Linked DNA regions of Mus musculus: regions 1, 2, 3, 4, 6 and 7 are each linked to region 5. The links are chromatin contacts, called in public HiCAR-type and promoter capture Hi-C maps. All regions are on one chromosome and are shown on one strand. Each heading gives the region's core, a stretch centred on a gene start, on an enhancer-like site or on the middle of the called end of the contact. The rest is flanking DNA. Distances are from core to core; before and after follow the strand shown.

The links. Promoter capture Hi-C pulls out the DNA fragments that hold promoters and counts their contacts. HiCAR-type assays count read pairs that join an accessible place to other places. Capture Hi-C pulls out chosen DNA fragments and counts their contacts.
Region 1: a promoter capture Hi-C map of erythroid cells shows a contact between it and region 5, with 10 times the contacts expected there. The contact joins the promoter of Adal here to the promoter of Nusap1 in region 5. A contact is called at or near these places in 4 of 39 promoter capture datasets (cranial neural crest, erythroid cells and liver).
Region 2: a promoter capture Hi-C map of liver shows a contact between it and region 5, with 2.6 times the contacts expected there. The contact joins the promoter of Ubr1 here to the promoter of Nusap1 in region 5. A contact is called at or near these places in 2 of 39 promoter capture datasets (both in liver).
Region 3: a promoter capture Hi-C map of liver shows a contact between it and region 5, with 5 times the contacts expected there. The contact joins the promoter of Mfap1b here to the promoter of Nusap1 in region 5. A contact is called at or near these places in 2 of 39 promoter capture datasets (liver and pre-B cells).
Region 4: a contact with region 5 is called in a HiCAR-type map of astrocytes, with 2.5 times the contacts expected there. The contact joins the promoter of Ccndbp1 here to the promoter of Nusap1 in region 5. A contact is called at or near these places in 2 of 39 promoter capture datasets (the 3T3-L1 cell line and liver) and 1 of 115 datasets of contacts at active chromatin or transcription factors (astrocytes).
Region 6: a HiCAR-type map of astrocytes shows a contact between it and region 5, with 4 times the contacts expected there. The contact joins the promoter of Serf2 here to the promoter of Nusap1 in region 5. A contact is called at or near these places in 1 of 39 promoter capture datasets (cranial neural crest) and 1 of 115 datasets of contacts at active chromatin or transcription factors (astrocytes).
Region 7: a promoter capture Hi-C map of liver shows a contact between it and region 5, with 2.8 times the contacts expected there. The contact joins the promoter of Ttbk2 here to the promoter of Nusap1 in region 5. A contact is called at or near these places in 2 of 39 promoter capture datasets (liver and pre-B cells) and 1 of 9 other capture datasets (liver).

The regions. Positions count from the first base shown.
Region 1 is chr2:121,140,815-121,143,514 of GRCm38.p6, forward strand. It overlaps Adal (adenosine deaminase-like), which reads left to right and starts at 1,279. Exons shown (of 10, transcript NM_029475.2): 1 at 1,279-1,489; 2 at 1,710-1,840; 3 at 2,335-2,395. The coding sequence starts at 1,430.
Region 2 is chr2:120,969,372-120,972,071 of GRCm38.p6, forward strand. Ubr1 (ubiquitin protein ligase E3 component n-recognin 1) reads right to left here and starts at 1,344. Exons shown (of 47, transcript NM_009461.2): 1 at 1,151-1,344. The coding sequence starts at 1,231.
Region 3 is chr2:121,472,713-121,475,412 of GRCm38.p6, forward strand. It overlaps Mfap1b (microfibrillar-associated protein 1B), which reads right to left and starts at 1,311. Exons shown (of 7, transcript NM_001081975.3): 1 at 1,122-1,311. The coding sequence starts at 1,200. It also overlaps the pseudogene Gm14018.
Region 4 is chr2:121,007,093-121,009,792 of GRCm38.p6, forward strand. Ccndbp1 (cyclin D-type binding-protein 1) reads left to right here and starts at 1,316. Exons shown (of 11, transcript NM_010761.2): 1 at 1,316-1,517; 2 at 1,626-1,685; 3 at 1,951-2,030. The coding sequence starts at 1,418. It overlaps Tmem62 (transmembrane protein 62), which reads left to right. Exons shown (of 14, transcript NM_175285.3): 14 at 1-751. The coding sequence ends at 53.
Region 5 is chr2:119,617,014-119,619,713 of GRCm38.p6, forward strand. Nusap1 (nucleolar and spindle associated protein 1) reads left to right here and starts at 1,285. Exons shown (of 11, transcript NM_133851.3): 1 at 1,285-1,882. The coding sequence starts at 1,790. It overlaps Oip5 (Opa interacting protein 5), which reads right to left and starts at 1,492. Exons shown (of 6, transcript NM_001042653.1): 1 at 1,145-1,492; 2 at 841-907. The coding sequence starts at 1,448.
Region 6 is chr2:121,447,823-121,450,522 of GRCm38.p6, forward strand. Serf2 (small EDRK-rich factor 2) reads left to right here and starts at 1,376. Exons shown (of 3, transcript NM_011354.3): 1 at 1,376-1,619; 2 at 2,153-2,261. The coding sequence starts at 1,613.
Region 7 is chr2:120,849,098-120,851,797 of GRCm38.p6, forward strand. Ttbk2 (tau tubulin kinase 2) reads right to left here and starts at 1,321. Exons shown (of 16, transcript NM_001024856.2): 1 at 959-1,321. It overlaps AV039307 (expressed sequence AV039307), which reads left to right and starts at 1,559. Exons shown (of 4, transcript NR_038350.1): 1 at 1,559-1,668.

The DNA of each region.
Region 1 (2,700 bases), core at 29-2,528, 1.5 Mb after region 5:
ACCTCTTTGTACAGGCATTTTCTGCAGGGAAAAAAAAAACTTGTGTAGATCCTCTTATTTGAGAACATTTTTAGGTGAATCGGAGGCTGACGACCTGATACCGGTTTGGTCCGGCAAAAGAGGACCAGCACCTCGGATCTTAAGCAATCCAGAGTAGATTGGTCCTTGCACAAAAGTAACAGTTGCTCCTTTATTGAGTGTTCTCGTTGCGAGGGAGAACTCATTTAGATCTTAAATTAGGCCATATGGAAAGTGAAGAAAGAGACCTTTACGGATAATTACTGATTATTATTAACCCACTGCCCCTGTACGTGCTGTTTATTCTCATGTAGTCTAAATTCTGTGCTAGGTCTACAGTGAGTAAGTATTCAGCATGTAAAAATGACACTCCCCTCCACTTCCAAGATTCTGTGATTCGTATGTGGTATTGAGTATGTCTGCTGAAAATCGCTATAGAAGAGATGTGATTATTCCCTGTGGCGTTGTTGTTTAAAGGAAGCAACCCAGGTTGGACTTTTAAAGTTTCTACATTTGATGCTTAGGAGATACCAGTAAGAAAGCACTCCCAGAGATGCGTAGAAACTTCATCATTTACTAATTTAGTGTCTGCTTGGATTAGGAAAGGAAATAGAAAGACTTGAAGAATGGTTAACTCAGAGCAGTAGTATGTAACGGCTGAGAGTATGAGTTCTGGAGTCCAACTGGATCAAGAAAAATTTTCTATGAAGATTTGGTTATTGGAAAATGTTTTAGGGTTAGGAACTCGTTAGTGGTCTTAGAAGAGCAGATTGTGTGGCAGAATGATTCAGTGCGTGCAAGATATGTTAATAAAGGCATCTAGTCGACCAGAAGGATCAGAGACAGGAGGCAGCAAATACTACCCTCCATCCAGAGACAGGATTTTCGCCTGACAGACCCAACCCATTTAAGGAAAGTGTTTGTGCGACGTAAATATGAAATAACATGTTTTCTTGTAAAAGCAAATTCGTGCTACATGTGTAAGCTAACCTGACCTACGCAGTAGATTAAAGGAGCCCAGAGTTAAAGGGACAGACGAACGCTGGATTTTTAGTTTTCGGGTGTTTTTTTTTTTCTTGTTCTTTTTTTTTTTTACTAGTCATTTCCCCATTGCAGACACACCTAAGTTAGCTTTGCTTAACTTAAGTTAGTGGGAGCAGGGGGTTGAGGGGGCTTGGGAGGTGTAAAAAGAAGATATCAGCAGTGACTGTGTTTCTGTTTGCATGTTAGATCTGAAAATAGTTACATTTGTTATTGTAGGTGAAAGTGATCCCAGAGCCACACATAGTGCAAGTCTTGTTTAAAATGGCAATCTGAAGGAAGTCCAGCACCTCAGAGATTCCCACTTTGATAAGTTTATCGTCCAAGCCGAGAATAAGAGCAAAGAGAAACTTTTCCTTCTACTGAAGTGATGGAGGCCGGACAGCAGTGGCCTGGGAAGACAGACTTTTATCTGCAATTACCAAAAGTGGTAAGAATTAACTACAGAGTTCTTGTTACTGTATAATGGCTTTTGTATTGTTTTCCACAAAAGAGAAGTAAAGCTTATGGGTAGAAATTGTAGAGTGGGTATAGCTGAACCAAGTAGCTGGCCTAGTATAAACTACAACTAGGAACCAGGCCACCAGGGCCTGATGTATGGGGCTCTGGATCTCGTGGACTCTTGTGAACTGATTGTCCTCTTGTGTTAGGAGCTCCATGCCCACTTGAATGGCTCCATTAGTTCCAGTACCATGAAGAAACTGATAGCCAAGAAGCCACATCTTAACGTTCATGGTCACATGACCATGATTGACAAGGGGAAGAAAAGGACTTTACAAGAGTGAGTTTGGGAGGTTGTGGGAATTTTTTGTGGCTGTATTTTGGGATTATAATATATAAGAATCAGATTTTAATACTTAGATAGGGTAGACATCTGGCATAAAATATATAACCTAACTCACAGTGCTTTTCCAACTGTCAGACTGACAGTATGTTTAATGATTTATATTGTTTGTCATATTGAGTTGTTCCTTAGATTTGAAAATAAAGACAGATTGATTTTTCTCTATTTGCTAGTCCTGGCAGGATTAAAGAATAGGAATGGCTGTTTCATACTTTTCAATATAAATAAGTAATATCTTATTTTAGCTATTAAATTGTCTTTCTAGATCAATGTAATTTTGAAAAAAGGTGTATCCTATAGTTCTTTGTAAATTTAAATATATACTTACTATTAACCTCAAATTTACTAATTAATTCCATTCTGAGGGTTTTTCTTGAGTAACAGGTTTTGATGAGGGAAGTGTGTTAAGACATTTTTTTTTTCATTTGTAGATGTTTCCAGATGTTCCAAGTTATACATCAGCTTACTACTAGTGCTGAGGACATCCTGATGGTGAGACACAGAGGCAGGTTAAAATGGCGTGACTTTCCACAGCAGTGCACAGCTCACCTTGCGCATGTCCTTTGGCTTTCATCCACGCTCTGATGGAGATGCTTGCTCTTTCCCCCCACTTCCTTCCCCCTCTTTATTTTTTCCTTTCTTTTTCTATTAATTTACAGATTTTTTTTCATGACAACTCTTTGAAAAGTCAGTGTAAGACATTGGCCTAAGAGCTAATGTAAAGTCTGTTGTTGTCTTAAAAAAAGAGGAAGCGGGTGGAAGGGAAAGGAAGGGAGTGAGAGAAGAACCAAGGTCAG
Region 2 (2,700 bases), core at 94-2,593, 1.4 Mb after region 5:
ATCTACTTGGAAACATTTTCTAGCTGTTTTCATCTAAGCTACATTACCAGTGGTGAAGTGAGTTTCAACTGCTTTTTGGGATGGAGGAGGAAGACTGCCAAGTGCTGATCTAGTGCATATAGTCTTATTCCAACTCTGTCCCTGATGGTTTTTTATCTTACAGACATTCTCTCTAGTCTCCGTGGTTGACTTATTTCTGAGTCATTCTCTTGTCTCATAAAATAATGTTCTAGAGTCTGCTGGGGTAAAGTAAGCCAAGAATGAGTTTATTAAAACTACAAACAACTTCACTAACAGGTATGTGTATATACAATGGGTTTGCGTGGGTGCGGGTATGTTTCCCACACTTTTCCATATGCAGCTATAGACAAACTGATAAAACATGTTGTGATCAATAGTGAGTACTTCCTAAGGACCTCCCTCCCTTCTAGTTATCTGAAGGGACCACATCAGAACATTTGTGAACATTACCCCACCTTTCAGCCTACTCTGTTCGTATTCTCCACGCAGCCAGACTGTTGACTCAATTTTATTCTACCTCTCCTTTCTCAGCCCTTCAAAAATCTAATAGCCAAGTATAGATTCCAGTATTCTCTCGTTTGAAATGTCCCTTCTCATATATAAAAGGCATGACAAATGACAAATTTCCCTCACTGGGGGCCAGATCGAAGGTTCTCAAGACGCTGCAATAATGGATATCTGGCCATGCCTTGCCAGCCGCAACACTCACTGCCACTATCAAGTCCACCCGACAATGCTATATCACACCAGGTGCTGGTCCGGGTCCCGATGCCTATCAACAAGAGGGGTCAGCAATGCGTCTACCGAAAAATGGCCTTCTCCAACCTCATCTCAGCTCCTACATCAAACCCACCTAAATGTGCACGAGTTCTTTCTACTTCAAAATAGAGACATGCGTGTCTGAGCACGTTGAGACTTAATAGATGACAGTCATTAAACTCCGTAGACCTGGCTGGCAGGAATGTGTGTAGGAGACGACTAACTTTATCGGGGGAGGGAGGGTCGATCCTTCAATCCTAGGACTCCCCTTCCCCAGTGCCGCCATAGAAAGCGGAGCCCCAAACCCTCCCAGGCGCGGTGGGAAGCTGTTGGTGGAGAGGACAAAAGGCGCTAGCAGATGAAGACTCACCGATGCCGGCCGCTGCGGGGCCAGGGGAGGCTCCGGGCTGACGTCCATCCTCTCGGCGCCGTCCATCTCTTCGTCCGCCATCTTAAGGGAAACGAACGCCCGCAGTTCCCGACCCCCGGCCGCCAGCTAGCGGAAACCTGTGGCCGGCCCGACGCGACAGGGACGACACTTTTACGACGGCCCCTGAAGTCAGGTTTGTCGCAGCACCCGGAGCGGCTTCCGGTCGGCTTCCCGGAAGCAGGCTGCCGACCTGCCAAGCCGGAGGTTTCCGCCCCTGATGGTTAGTTAGCCCTGCTCCACCAGGGCTGATCCCCGAGGGAAGACCTCACAGCTTTGTCGCCATCCCTTAACCCCGGGGCAGGGGTGGTGAGATGACAAAACCGAGAAACCTAGTCCATCCGTCGGTAAGGGAAGACAAACTGAATACATCCCCGTTATGGAATACCCCATGAAAAGAACAAGGTAGATGTACGGAAACATCGAGGGGAAACTGTTGCCACAGACTACAAATTCCTGCATTTGTGCATCTATGCATAGTGCGAAGGAATAGCTCTGAACCAAGAGAAAACACCCAAGGCCAAGACCAGGGTTGGAGGACAAAGGTGATAAAGAGCTAATTTAGTGTCCTCTGTTTTTGTTTTTGTTTTTTGTTTAGTTTGGTTTAGTTTTTACGAAACGAATAATAGCCTCCAATACCACGCATTCCTCCTACCTCTGCATTCCAAGTGACAGATGTCAGCCACCTGGTCCCTTTTTAAATTTATATATATACTTTAGCGACTTGTGTCTGTGTCTCTCTCTCTCTCTCTCTGTGTGTGTGTGTGTGTGTGTGTGTGTGTGTGTGTGTGTGTGTGGATCATGTTTAGAGATCAAAGGACAATTTGAGGGGATTGGTTTTCTACCATCTCACCTGCCATGGAAGTGGGTTTTGTTTTGTTTTTGTTTTTGTTTTGTTTTGTTTTTTTGTTTTTGTTTTTGAGACAGGGTTTCTCTGTATAGTCCTGGCTGTCCTGGAACTCACTTTGTAGACCAGGCTGGCCTCGAACTCAGAAATCCGCCTGCCTCTGCCTCCCAAGTGCTGGGGTTAAAAAGGTGTGCGCCACCACCACCTGGCTTTTTTTTTTTTTTAGATCTGTAAGGTCAAATTTTCTTCACATACACCAACCAAAGCAACACATGACTGACTATAGATAGAGGCAGAACTAAAACACACCTACCCTTCTATTAAATTGGAACTTAAGAAATTTGGAAATTCTCACATTTTGGATAACATTTGTTTACCGAGTTAATTTTCATTTTAAATGCTGTTTATGCCTGGTGTAATGGCACCCACCTTTAAGCACTCCAGAACCAGAGGCAGGTGGATCTCTGAATTCAAGGCTAGCCTAGTCTACTCCAGAGCTATGTGGTGAGACCCCATCTCAAAAAGAGAAAAAGAAAGGAAAAATGTTTAAGATGTTATATTGTTTACATGCCTGTAAGCCGGCATGGGTGACTTACAGCTGTAACGTCAGCTAGCATTTGAGAATATGAGGGTTCTTCCAAGTTGG
Region 3 (2,700 bases), core at 61-2,560, 1.9 Mb after region 5:
GGTCTGACCTCAGGCACAGTAAGGGCAGCTCTCTTCCTAGCTTCTCTCTCTGCGGTGCTGTGGCAGCCTTTACGACCTAACTTAACGTTCTGACTAGCCAGCTTCTACCTTTTCCTCCAGCTCTTGTGCTGAATCGGGAGATCTCTTCTATAACACAAACAGGGTGGAGCTCAAGAGGTGGCTCAGCAGCTAAGAGGCTCTGCTGCTCATACAGAGGTCCTGGATCAATTTTCCAGCATCTGCATGGCAGTCTGTTACAGTCTGATACTCCAGGCCCTCCTCTGGCCTCTGTGGGTACTGCACCCACATGGTGCATATCCATGCATGGAAGCAAAGCATTCATACACTTAAAAATAAACAAACAAAACAATTACAGTGAAAAGAAACACACAACATAGGCCTCTAGCTCACTTTCTTCTTTTTTTTTTTAAAGATTTTATTTATTTATTATATGTAAGTACACTGTAGCCGTCTTCAGACACTCCAGAAGAGGGCATTAGATTTCGTTATGGATGGTTGTGAGCCACCATGTGGTTGCTGGAATTTGAACTCAGGACCTTGGGAAGAGCAGTCGGTGCTCTTAACCACTGAGCCATCTCGCCAGCCCCACTTTCTTCTTATATTTTGATTTTTGTTACTGTTCTGCCTGTGAGCCTGGCCTTTAACGGTTGAGCCATCTATGCAGCATTATTATTATCATCATTTGTAAGGATGCTATGTGTGGATATGTGCACAAGCGTAGGTACTGGCAGAAGCCAGAGGTGTCAGATCTCCCTAGACTTGGGGTCCCAGGTTGTTGTTGAGTCACCTGAAGTGACTGCTGGCAATTGAACTTGCGCCCTGTGGTACAGCAGTACGTCCTCTCAACCGCTGATCTGCCTCTCCAGCCTCCTTTACTTCATATTTCGAGAGAGATCTCCTCACTAAATCGATCAGGTAGATGCAAGTGGATCCCGCTATCCCCTTTCTCTACGCCACCTGTGACTTTAGGCGGGACGCAGGAAGAAACTGCAGCTAGGTTTTAAGGGCCAGCCGAGCTGGCATGGTCGGCGTAAGGCAGGTTTGAGAGATACTCAGGATGAAAGAGTTCAGAGCCAACCGGAGGGGAGGGGAGCCCGTACCTTTCTCGTTTCGAACTGGGACGGCCCCAGCCGTAGACTGGATGGGCGGCTGCTTCATGAGTGCGCTTGGGACCGACATGGTGACGGCTGCCGCGGAGACTCTCCAAAACGGACTCAATCCCAACAACGAAGAGCAAGGAGCAGAACGCCGCGTCCCACAGGCTGTGCTGGACACAGCTGCGCAACTGACAGAAACAACTTCCGGCAGAGGTAGAGGAACCGGAAGTACATAACAGAGGATTGTGGGTAATTGGAGGGCGGCTGAGCGCTGATCGCTTAAAGGGCTAGCTTGAAATTTGTGCGCTTTCCTAAGGCAATTTTCTCGTCTTCAACCGCTCAAGAACTGGAAGGTCCTCCTGTCTGACAGTTGTTTCTTTTGGTTTTGGTAAGGTCCAGGAAGGTTCGGATTAAAGATTTTATTTATTACATTTTAGGAGAGACTGTTGGTGCATACTGTTTAAAGCTAGAAGTGTGGCCGAAAATGATGGTGCACCCCTTTAATCCCAGTAAGAAGCAGAGGCAGGCGGATTTCTGAGTTCGAGGACAGCCTGGTTTACAGAGTGAGTTTCAGGACAGCCAGGGCTACGCAGAGAAACCCTGTTTTGAAAAAACAAAAAAGAAAAAACAAATAAAAAATAAAAAGCTAGAAGTGTAAAGTGTTTCATCCGGATACGTGGGTCACGTCTGTAATCCCAGCATTTGGGAAGGTGAAAGAGGATTGCCGTGTTTTGTAGGCCAGCTTAGGCAACAAGAGAAGACTCTTCAAAAGAAAAAAAAAAAAAAAAAAAGGAGAATCCCTTAGGGGCCAATTGTTGATTTGGACACACATGCCCTTATTCTAGCACTGGAAAGACCGTGGCAGGTGGATTTCTGTAATTGAGGCTAGTCGGTCTACACAGTAAAAATTCTGGGAGGGAGTACAATATTATATAGGACTTTGAAGGTTCTGTTAATATAATTATCAAATTTTTTCACCTGTGTCCTTGCTTGGTGAAGACAGGAAATTGACAAACTTTAGTGAGGATTTTCAATGAGTCAAACAAGGACGAAGCTTACAAGCAGAAAAGCTTTAGAAGGCCAGAGTAGACAAAAATATTTTTGTTGTTGTTGTTATTATTAAAAATGTTTATTGGATTATAACCACATTACCCTCCCATCTAAATTAAGGGGGGGAGCCCCAAAGATATACATAAAAATAAGAAGTTCAAGTTAGAACCCCTCAGAGTTTGTAAACAACTATGCACTAAATGTTAACCTGAGAGAAACAGAAGTGTCTACCTTTAGCAAATTCTGCCGAGTGTGATGGCTCACACCTTTAATCCCAGCACCGGGGAGGCAGAGACAGGCAGATTTCTGAGTTCGAGGCCAGCCTGGTCTACAAAGTGAGAAACCCTTTACAGAGAAACCCTGTCTCGAAAAAACAAAACAAACAAACAAACAAAAACAAAACAAAACAAAAAACCCCAAATTCTTATTATTGGGGTGGGTGAGCCATGCCATATATGATGATCAGAGGACAATAGTGAGAAATGGCCCTTATGGAGGCTCTGGGAGTAAGATAAAGATGCTAGGCTTGGGT
Region 4 (2,700 bases), core at 66-2,565, 1.4 Mb after region 5:
CCACTGAACTTGGAATATTCATGGTGCAGTTAAAAAGTCATCTGAGCTCCTGAAGTCCATGGCTTACAGCTAGCAGCCTGGAAGAAGTCCAGCCTCCACATTTGTGGCTCAGATCTCTGCCCTGTGGCAGATGGGAAAGCCAGTATCAGTGGGTGAGCTTCAGGAAGCAGTCACTCCTTGGACATCTGAATGTTGGAAATGTTTACTACTGATTCTTGCTGTGTGGACTGCAGAAAAGTCTAACAATTGATTCTTCCTCAGGAGGCAAAGAGCCCTAATCAAGAAGATTGCCACAGTGGGGTCTCTGTGTCACTGTGTCCCTTGGTACTACTGTGTTTATTAGGGTCATCCTGTGAAAAGCATCCAGCCCGAACTTGGAGTTCAGGATGTCATTTTCTGCCTAGGGAGCCTGTGGAAACTTGTCCTGGACCTTTACTGCTCCTGAGACTTGACTTCCCAGCCTGTTTCCCCACCGATCATGGGCTTTCTGCTTCCTTAGCCAAGGTTGTTTTCAACTAATCAAATAAATGAATGAATGGTAGCCATAAACAATGGGTTGGAGAGATCAGTGGTTAAGAGCATGTACTTTACCTCCAGAAGACCCGAGTTCAATCCCTAGCAACCATGTCAGATGCTCACAACTGCCTGTAACTCTAGCTCCAGGCCAGAGCCACTGTGGGCACCTACATTCATATGTGCACAGACTTACATGTGATTAAAAAATAATAAAAGATAAGTATTAACAAAGAAATATCACAAACGGATCTGCAATGTTGATAAACATATGGGAGCCAGAAAGTGGGCCTGGTTTGGGGGCTTGGAGAAAGAGTCACCAGGGAGCTGGAGTCAGCAGTTAAGAGTGCTGGCTGCTCTTCCAAAGGTCACAGGTTCGATTCCCTTCACTCACACAGTGTAACTCCGGGTCCTGGGGATCTGATTCCCTCTCTGGCCTCTGCAGGCACTGCCACGGACATATTTACAGGGGAAAAGCTCAGTTACATAGAAGAGTGGCCAGGTCTCTAGTAGGTCAAAAGATGCCTGGCTGGGTCTTTTGAGTGGCCTAGTGTCATGGAGGGAGGGGTAGTGGGGTGTAGCCAGGGACTGGAAAAAGTCTCTAGATCTGCGGGGAGGGCAGGTGAAGGAGGCGTGGCTGGGTCTCCAGGCCGGGCCAGCGGGGAGTGGGCAGGTTTCCAGTGGGGAGGCGTGGTCTTGTTCCTGAGTGGGCGGGTCTCTGGGGGTGGGGGGAGGCGTGGACGGATGGCCGGGCTGTCTGGGAAGGCGGGGTCGCTACACTGAGAAGGAAGGGGCGGGACGCGCTGTGTGTTGCCGGAAACGAGATGAGTTTTTCAGCACCGGAAGTACTGCGGCGGGGCCAAATGGCTTAAGCGTCTTAGCTGGTTCCCAGAGAGAGCCTGCGATGGCGAGCTCGACAGCCGCAGTCCCCTTCCTTGCTCCGCCTCTGGAGCAGCTCCGGCACTTAGCAGAGGAGCTACGGTCACTTCTGCCTCGAGTACGGGGTGAGTTATGGGAATCTGCATCCCGGGCTCCGGGTAGGGATGTAGGGCATCAGGTCAGGGCTCCTCTCACCTGTCTTTTGCTTTCGGGGTGATCCGGCCTTCCTCAAGTCGGCGAAGCCCAGGAGACAGCGGAGGAATTTAATCGAGAAATGTTTTGGAGAAGACTCAGTGAGTGTCTGCCGTTGCGGGCTCTTCCCTCATCTCCCTGCATCCTAACCTTCCCTCTGCTGTCCCCTGAGATGACAATGTCTCTGGTCCTCATCCCTTCTCCCACCCATTCTCCGCACTTGAAGCAGAAATATAAAACGATTTCTGGAGTTGTTTTGGAGATGTTGATTAGGGTGGAAAAGGGACGCGTTATCTAAAAAGTCCAAGTAGTAACTTTAACCTTTTAACACTAACTTTGGCCCCCTGCCGCCTCTGACACCCCCAGATGAGGCAGCAGTGAAAGTGAACGGGGAAGCCACTGTTCTGACAACGCACTTCTCTAAACTTCCATGGCCATCTCCACAGGTGAGCTTTGCTTCCGGAGGGTTATTTTCTCCTTAAGAATCCTCCCGTTTTCTTACCCTTCACATTCAAGCCACACTTATTTCCCCCACTTAGCAAGCGAGGTTACAGTTCTTACCACATGGGATTGTTGTAAATAGCCAGGTGCATAGGGTTAGAAAGGTCTTCTAAATTTAGGCTGAAACTCAGCCAGGTTAGTTCCTCTTAACTTTCAACTTTCCTTGTTGATTTATAGCTGTTTCACATACATATTCCCCATCTGACCAATGAGTAAGCAGGTTTAGAGGCTCAGGTCAATAAATAGCAGAGGAGGAGTTAAATGTCTTTGCAGTATCTAAGCAGCACCTGTTATATAAAACCCTTTAGTGTTAAGATGTTGCTGTTGCTGCTGGTGGTACACACCTTTAATCCCGGCACTTTAAGGAGGCAGGGGCTGGCTGCTCTCTTGAGTTCAAGACCAGCCTGGTCTACAGAGCAAGTTCCAGGACAGCCAAGGCTGTCCTTCTTTTTGTAATGCTTTTTATAATTGTCAGGTGTCTACCTAATTTCTTTCTATTGTGTGGTGAGTACATTATAAGACCTGACTCATGACGAGTTTTCATAAAAGATTTAACCATGCTCTATAGATGTTTGGTCTCTTCCTTAGTAAATGAGTTGACAGCATTGATGTTAA
Region 5 (2,700 bases), core at 35-2,534:
TATAGCACATCTCCAAATCTGTAATTAAATTTTTGTTTGTTTGGTTTTTCAGACAGGATTTCTTTGTGTAGCCTTAGCTGTCCTGGAACTAGCTCTGTAGACCAGGCTGTCCCTGCATTCACAGAGATCCTCCTGCCTCTGCCTCCCTAGTCCTGGGATTAAAAGTATGTGCTACCACCGCCAGGCTTATAATTAAAACTTTTAATCAGGCTTTTTAAAAAAGAGGTTGGCCAGGCGGTGGTGGCGCATGCCTTTAATCCCAGCACTTGGGAGGCAGAGGCAGGCAGATTTCTGAGTTCAAGTCCAGCCTGGTCTACAAAGTGAGTGCCAAGACAGCCAGGACTATACAGAGAAACCCTGTCTCAAAAACAAAAAAAACAAAAAAAAGAGGTTGGGTGCAGGTTCCCATGCTTGTGATCCCAGCACTTGCAGGCAGAGGCAGAATTGTAAATTCAAGGAAAGACCTTTATTACCAATATCAAAAGTAAAATAATTTGTAACTATATCAAAAATGTCACTTCAGGGCCAGTGAAATGACTCGGTGGGTAAAGGTATTTGCTACCAACCCTGAGAAATTATAACTAATAACTAATAACTAATAACTAATAGTCCTAGTTCTCTCACAGACCTTAAAACCTACATCCAACTTTAACTTTCACCAATGCCATGTTTATATGATTCAAACCGGTAAAGAGTTTACAACTCAAACATACTCTATGGAGAGCGTAAACATGTCACAAGACAAAGTTTCTTTCTTGTTTACAACAGTTACATACTCTTCACTGTCATTAAATCGGGAAATATATAGAGAGCGCCACCTCAGGAATTCTCCACACGTACCTGGACTTGAGAAAACCTTCTATGCCAACCAAAAAGGGCTCTAACAAAACGACGTTGTTTGTGACTTCTGGAAGACAAAACGGTTTTGAGAAGAAATACCTGCCAGCAGATTCATCTGCCCATAAAACTTAACAAAATGGGTGGGGCTCAGCCAAGGGCGCTGGGTTAGCTCAGGCGACGGCCTGGGTTTGAAGCCCAACTCGGGAAAACAAAACAAACCCCTCCCTCCCCTGGGCAGTACTGTCCCCCATTCCTCATCTGCCTCTGGTCTATCTTCCTCACAAACTACCCTCGCCTCACTCACTGGAGAAGGCCAGGGCGCCGAGGGACCGCGACAGGTCCCAGGCGAGGTGCAGGGTGTCGCCGAGCACCGCGTAGCACCGCGCGCAATGAAACACGGCACATCTCTCCGGCTCCAACCACGCAGGCAGCCGCAGGTCGACAGGTGACGCCTTCACCTTAGACTCGGAGGACCCGAGAGGGGAGAACCCTTCCACCACCTGAGTGTCCCACTCCATGGAGGAGGTAAGAGAAAAAGGTGTATCACAAGAGTCACGACGTGACTGGGTCTCCAAGAAGCGAAGACTGCGGCGCGAGAGAGTCGCCATATTTCTTTGAAGCGCGCGCCTCTTTCTCGCACGCTCCAAGTCCCGCCCACCTGTCTCCCTGCGTCTTCATTGGACAATGTTCCTGAAAGACACGCTCTCAATACGCTCAGCGCCAGCATATTGGTATAGTTTGCGGAATAGCGGTCTTCAGCCAATCACGCTACTGGCCCGCATCGGAAACCCCACCCTCGAGGCAGTTCAACCAATGAACTTACAGCAGTCTTAATTTAAACTCCATATATAAGTCGGCTTGTCAACGTCTTGGGTGGCGCCAGTTTTGAGCCGCTCTGTTTTGAGTTGTGTGGCTGTTTTTCTGGGAATCACCGAGATTGCAGAACGCGATGACCGTCCCCTCTGCAGAGGAGCTGGACTCCTTTAAGTACAGCGACCTGCAAAATTTAGCCAAAAGGCTGGGCCTCCGGGCTAACATGAAGGTACCGTGCTGGCTGGCGGTGCGGGCAGTTGGGTGGGCGGGGTAGAAGAGACCAGGGATTTGGGGGACAGGGCGCGAAGTGACTGAGAGGAAACCCCCGAGGGACGTTATTTTGGGAGGAGTAGGTAGGTTTTGTTCACAGTGACTGGAATTTGTTAAACGAAAGAAAAGCCGAGGCTGTTACTCTAGTTGGAGGCTTTTTTTATTATATTTGGAGAACTTATAAAGACTTTTTGTTTTTTGGTTTGGTTTGGTTTTGGTTTTTCAAGACAGGGCTTCTCTGTGTAGCCCTGGCTGTCCTGGAACTCACTCTGTAGACCAGGCTGGCCTCAAACTCGGAAATCCACCTGCCTCTGCCTCCCAAGTGCTGGGATTAAAGGCATGCGCCACCACTGCCCAGCTCTTATAAAGACTTCTTAATGGAAATGCTAATACTTCCTGGTACCAAATGGGAAACGAAGGCCCATAGGACGTAATCAGTGTAATTTCCATGCCAGTTATTAGGCAGTTGAAGAAAAACTACTTTAAACGACTTCTTCTGAAAAACTCTACTTACTGTTCAGTAAACTATGACACTACCTTCACTCTCGTGAACCTTTAATGGGATGCCTGTCCACCGTGATCTAGTATGATTGTCCATACATTAATCACTATTGTGATGGTGGTCTTTTTCAAAACCGATAAGGTCTTTGAATTCTGAGTTTGCAAGGTGTTCAGAGAAAATGTGGGGATTCATTGTGAGATTGGACTTGCTATATTGAAGCTTGCCCACATGTATATACCAGAGATTTGTACAGCAAACTGCTATTTGCACTAAAT
Region 6 (2,700 bases), core at 126-2,625, 1.8 Mb after region 5:
TCTCCCATCTCTACCTCTCTTCTCACTATGGGAGTAGTAGGATTACAGATAACACACCACCATACCTACCATTTTATGAGAGTTCATGGATCCAGTCCTGCGACCCCTTAATAAAGTTCCTTATGTAGTGGTGACCCCCAACCATAGAATTATTTTTTGTTTTTGTTTTTCGAGACAACAGCTGTGTAGCCCTAGCTGTCCTGGAACTCACTCTGTAGACCAGGCTGGCCTCGAACTCAGAAATCCGCCAAGTGCTGGGATTAAAGGCGTGCGCCACCACCGCCCGGCTAGAATTATTTTTAAACTGTAATTTTTCTATTATAAATCGTAGTGTAAATATCTGTGTTTTTCAGTAGTCTTAGGCGACTCTGGTGAAAGAGTGGAGTGAAGTCTCTGAATTCAGCTGCTTAGTGAAGGTACTGGACAGGATAAAGTGCCTCTGGTCAGCAGGAAACGCATCCTACTGTTCTGGTTCATGTTGGGGTTATTTCATGATAGTTTAGCAGAATTCCTGTTGTCTTGGACCTGGGAAGGGAGAGAAGGCTTAACTAATCTTTTCTACAGGGGGCGCGCGCATCTGTGATTCAGCAACCGAAAATAAAGATTTAGTTACCAGCCTGATTTCTCTTACAAACCAAATGTAAGGTTTAGGGGAAATGATACAATGTAGGCACGGTCGAGAGAGAGGAGAGAGGAGGAGAGAGGAGACAGAGAGACAGAGACAGAGAGAGAGAGAGAGAGAGAGAGAGAGAGAGAGAGAGAGAGAGAGAGAAAGAGAGAGATGCAAACTAATAAAATAGGAGCATTCCCTAATCTCGGTTCCTGAAGTAACTCCACAGTCAGATTCGGGTATGCTTCGTCACCCCCAAGGCACATTCAAAGTTTCTGTGGGCAGTCTTAAGTCCAGTTCAGTAGTGGAGATGTGCATGCAGGAGCTCTGGACTCAAGCTCTTGGGAAATGATTGCAGGATCACTTTATGACACACTAAAACTGGCTGCGCTTAGGGGCGAGGAAAGTGGAAAGGGGTTTCCTAATTGTCTGCGTATGTTTTCAGACAACTGTGGCAAGTGTTCGGCCAAGAGGCTCGGAGACCGGGGAACCGCACTAAGTTTAGCTCCAGAGAACTGATAGCACATAACCGGATGAACGACCTAGGAAATCCCGCCCTCACCCCGTCCCGTCCCCGCCCCGCCCCTCCCCCGCGTTCCTTCGGGGCGACTTTGTCAGTCAGTACCCTAAACTGTCCCACATGAGGTCACTTTGCCTAGTCACGTGCCCGGCCCCGTCGGAGCGCCACATCGCCAGCCGCACCCCTCCACCCCCCGGCCACGTGACCCGGCCTAGTTTCTACAGGCTGGGACCCAGCGCTCCGGGGAAGCCCCGCCCCGTGCCAGCGCTCCGCCCGCCGAGCTCCGCTCTTCGCCCTCCGGGACTGGCGCGTGGCACCGCACTCCACGTGTTTCCCCCTGCCCAATGAAAGCGGGCGCCCGGGCGTGAAGGGGCGGGAGGAAGAAGACGACTTGGTGGCGTCGCGCGAAGGGGGCGGGGCCTGCAACGTCGGCCCGAACGAGGGGGACGCAACGGAGGCAGGTTGGAGCCGCTGCCGTCGCCATGACCCGTGAGTGCTGGGACCTTTTCCTCTCTCCCTTTTCTTTCTGCTCTCGCTCCCCGCGCGCCCGGGTGCCGGCGTGTGCGTCCCCTCGGCTTCCCCGGCGGGCGGAAGGGTCTTTAGGGAGCGCTCTCCAGCTGCCTCCCGCCCAGCCGGAAGCGCAGCCCTCTGCACGCCGCCACTTGCGGAGACCCCTGTGTTGGGCGCGGGCCGCCGCCGGCTTTCCGCGCTGGGGAAGCCGGGTTCCCTGAGTGGTGGGCCCCGGCGCGTGCCCGTGAGGCCCCGGCGCGTCCCACACACCGCAGCAGCTGTCTGGGCCCCCGCGCCGCCTCAAACTTGACGCGCGCCGCCAGCAGTCTCGACCGCACCGTCCTCCCGCACCCCCAAGTTAACCTACCCCGGGCAGCCGAAGCCCCGCGATGGGGTCGGCGCTGCGGCGGGGGTTGGGGGGACGGTCGGGGTCCCAGTTGCGGGGAGGAGGGGCGCTGGTGTGTACGTGGAGCGGCTCCGGCGTCTCACTTTGTACCTTCTCTTCTTCTTAGGCGGTAACCAGCGAGAGCTCGCCCGCCAGAAGAACATGAAGAAGCAGAGCGACTCGGTTAAGGGAAAGCGCCGAGATGATGGGCTTTCTGCTGCCGCCCGCAAGCAGAGGTAGCCCCAGGGAGGGAAAAGGAAGGGTCGGGCCGGGACTGGACGGGGAGACCTGGGTTAGAGAAAGGGGTGTACCAGGAGAGAGAGCTATTGCAGGGTCCAAGTCTAGGTTAGATGTGAGGGGCAGAGTGCATTGCTTCCTCTAGGGTTTTATTTCCTCCCCACTCTAAATTGTTAGGTCACAGCCATACAGGAAGGGACTGGGGCGGGTCCCTGTCCGCAGGCTGATTTCTGCGGGCCTTAGTTCTGACCTTAAGGGCAAGGGCAGGGGCTTCACATATCAAGTGTAGTTGTTTTGACAGCCCAGTACTTTTGACCCTCCTTGCTGCTTGTCTCTCCTCCCTCTTCCCGACTTTCTCACTAGTGTTGTTGGGGTGTGGTACTTAGTACAGAATAGAGAGCCTTGGGCCTGAGCGGCCAGACTTCTGACCCCTTGGGC
Region 7 (2,700 bases), core at 71-2,570, 1.2 Mb after region 5:
ATGTTATTCTAGTCCACTTTGCTGAAAGAAAACAGATACATCTTTGCAGTCTATCCTGGCAAGTCCATGTTTAATGTCACTGCAACTATTAATGGCTCAAAACCAAACACTGAAACAAAACACAGCCTGAATCCTCCTTGTATTTGAGAGTTTGAGTCCATTCACAATACACTCTCTCACACACATTCAATTCTACTAAATAACATCTTCCCATCATATACAGGTTAAAATAGAATTGTCTTCTTTAAATGTTAAAGGACAGCTTCCAAAGCTAGGGGAGAGAAGCCTATCAACTTTAATCCAAAGCAAAGTACAACTCAATGTCATTTTTACCTCTAAGGCAGCGCCACAACTGAAACAAAATGAACTTCATTTAAGGATCAGGTATCCTAGCATCCCCATGATTATTTACTTCTCTGACTCGACAGTGCGTATATGTAGGCTCTTTTGTCCCTCTTTTGGCATCCCCGCGTATCAACAGCATCATCTTTGTCAAAGCAAATCCCTCTGGTCATTACTTCAATACTACAAAGTCCCGGCCTTCCTTGTTACCACACAAATGAGATTCGGTAGTCCCGTCACTCTTCCATTACAGTGGGAAAAGCAAGATAGAATGAAACGCTCATAATTTCAAAAGACTCCTCTCTGCTCGGTCCTGGTAGCCAGAAGAGTCATGAGTACAAGTGATATATGGGTCACCCACAGAAACAGACGAAGCAGCTTCATGAACCTCCAAGTTCAGGGAAGGCACCCAAAGCCTCCGGGGAAATGGGGCAGAACCAGAAAGATCTGTGGGATGAGGATCAATTTGGGTCTGGCGTCGCCTCAGGGCGTGGGCATAAGAAACCCAGGGGTCTCGGGCAGTCTCCCCTCCACGCCTCGGTTGAGCTGAACGAGGGATGAGGCGGGCGCAGGGAAGCTTCTTGGAGACGCCCTGGGGCTCGGGGGTGTGTCCTACCTGGGCCGCGGCGGACGCAGGATCTCTGACGGAGGACGAGGGTCTAGCTCAGGGTCCGCACCGGCAGGAGTCACCGCTCAGCAGGCGGGCCCGCCACCGCCTGCCCATCCCCCGCCGCCCACTGCGGCGGGACCGGAGCGCGGCTTAGACGGCCGGCGGTCCCTTCGGATGCCGTCCGCGTCTAAAGGCGGCGGCAGCGGCTGCGGGTATTGCTGCGGATTGTCCCGGGCCGCTGCTCTCGTGCCAGCCCCTGCTCCTCCTCCTCCTCCTGCCGCCGCCGCCTCCTCGTCCCTACCGCTCCCATCGCCGCTGCGGCGACTACTGCAGCGCCCGCTGACCCGGCCCGACGTTACTCTCCCCCCCGCAAGCCGCACAGCCTAGCCCACCCGCCCTGCCAGCGCGCACCGCCCACCTCTCCGCCGCGGGTGCTGATTGGAGAGCACGTTCCCAGCCTGTGGCGTCGGTTGGCTAGTCCCATTGCCTATCAGGAAGGGGGCGGAGAATTGGGCCGAGAGTGTCTCCGCCCCCCACCGGAGAATTGCCGCTATCTTCAGGTTTGCCTGAGAGGGCGAGTTACCGGGAAAGGAGCATCACAATGACAGTGCGCGTGTGCTTGGGAATTCTGGGACTCGTAGTTCCAGCCTCCGCTGCAACGGCCGGCCTGTCCTGAGGAGAGATGTAAGGCGCAGTGCTTCTGAGAGCCGACTTCAGTAGGTGTTCTCCTAGCTCAGCGTGCTTATGGCCACAGAGTTGGGCCCTTTGGAAGAAAATTGGTAATGCTTTGTCACTGAGGCGGTCGCGTCGAGAATCGTGAGGCCGGGTCATTGCTTAAGGTCTACTCGCCTGCTCAGACCTAGAGCTGCCAGGATCTGGGAAATGGGCGCTGTCCCCTAACCTAAGCTGCTAACTAGGGCCGGGAAACCCGAAGGTATTGGGAGAAAAGAAAGGAGTTACAAAGATGTCAGCCTGGCGAGGGAGTGCCCATTCACAACCCACGAAAAAAGATTTCATTGGCTTTTTGATAAAGACAATGAACAACTTTCATGTGGACCAGTCTGGGACTCTAAGCTTGGAGTTTGCAGGAGTGGCTCAAGACACACAAAGACTAACTATGAAGGGTGGGACACCGAGGCTGTATGGGAGACGTATTTCATGTTGAATGTGCCAAGCTCTTTGGTGAAAAAAAACAAAACAAAACCTAAGAGTAAGTCCCTCTTCTTTCTTTACTATCCATTATATAGACATTAAAAATTAAGAATAAACTTTACCAAGATCACAAAACTGATGTCAAAACCAAACTGCGGACCTATTCCATATTGTATGCCCAACGTTCTTTTTTCCTTAACAATTGCAATGACTGCCACGAGTTTGCCAGGAACAGAGAGGATGCAATGGTATGAATTGTAAAGGTTCACTTTTTGTTTTTGTTTTTGTTTTTGTTTTTGTTTTTCGAGACAAGGTTTCTCTGTATATCCCTGGCTGTCCTGGAACTCACTCTGTAGACCAGGCTGGCCTCGAACTCAGAAATCTGCCTGCCTCTGCTTCCCGAGTGCTGGGATTAAAGGCGTGCGCCACCACACCCGGCTCAAAGGTTCACTTTTACTTTCAAATATTTTCTTAGGTGACAAAAGTGTTCTTACTGTTAAGGAACTACCATCCTCTTTATATTCCTTTACAAGCAGGAGACATCCTTACTGCCTGTCATGTGCAGACTCTTGGACAGAAACCAAAACAAAAGACAA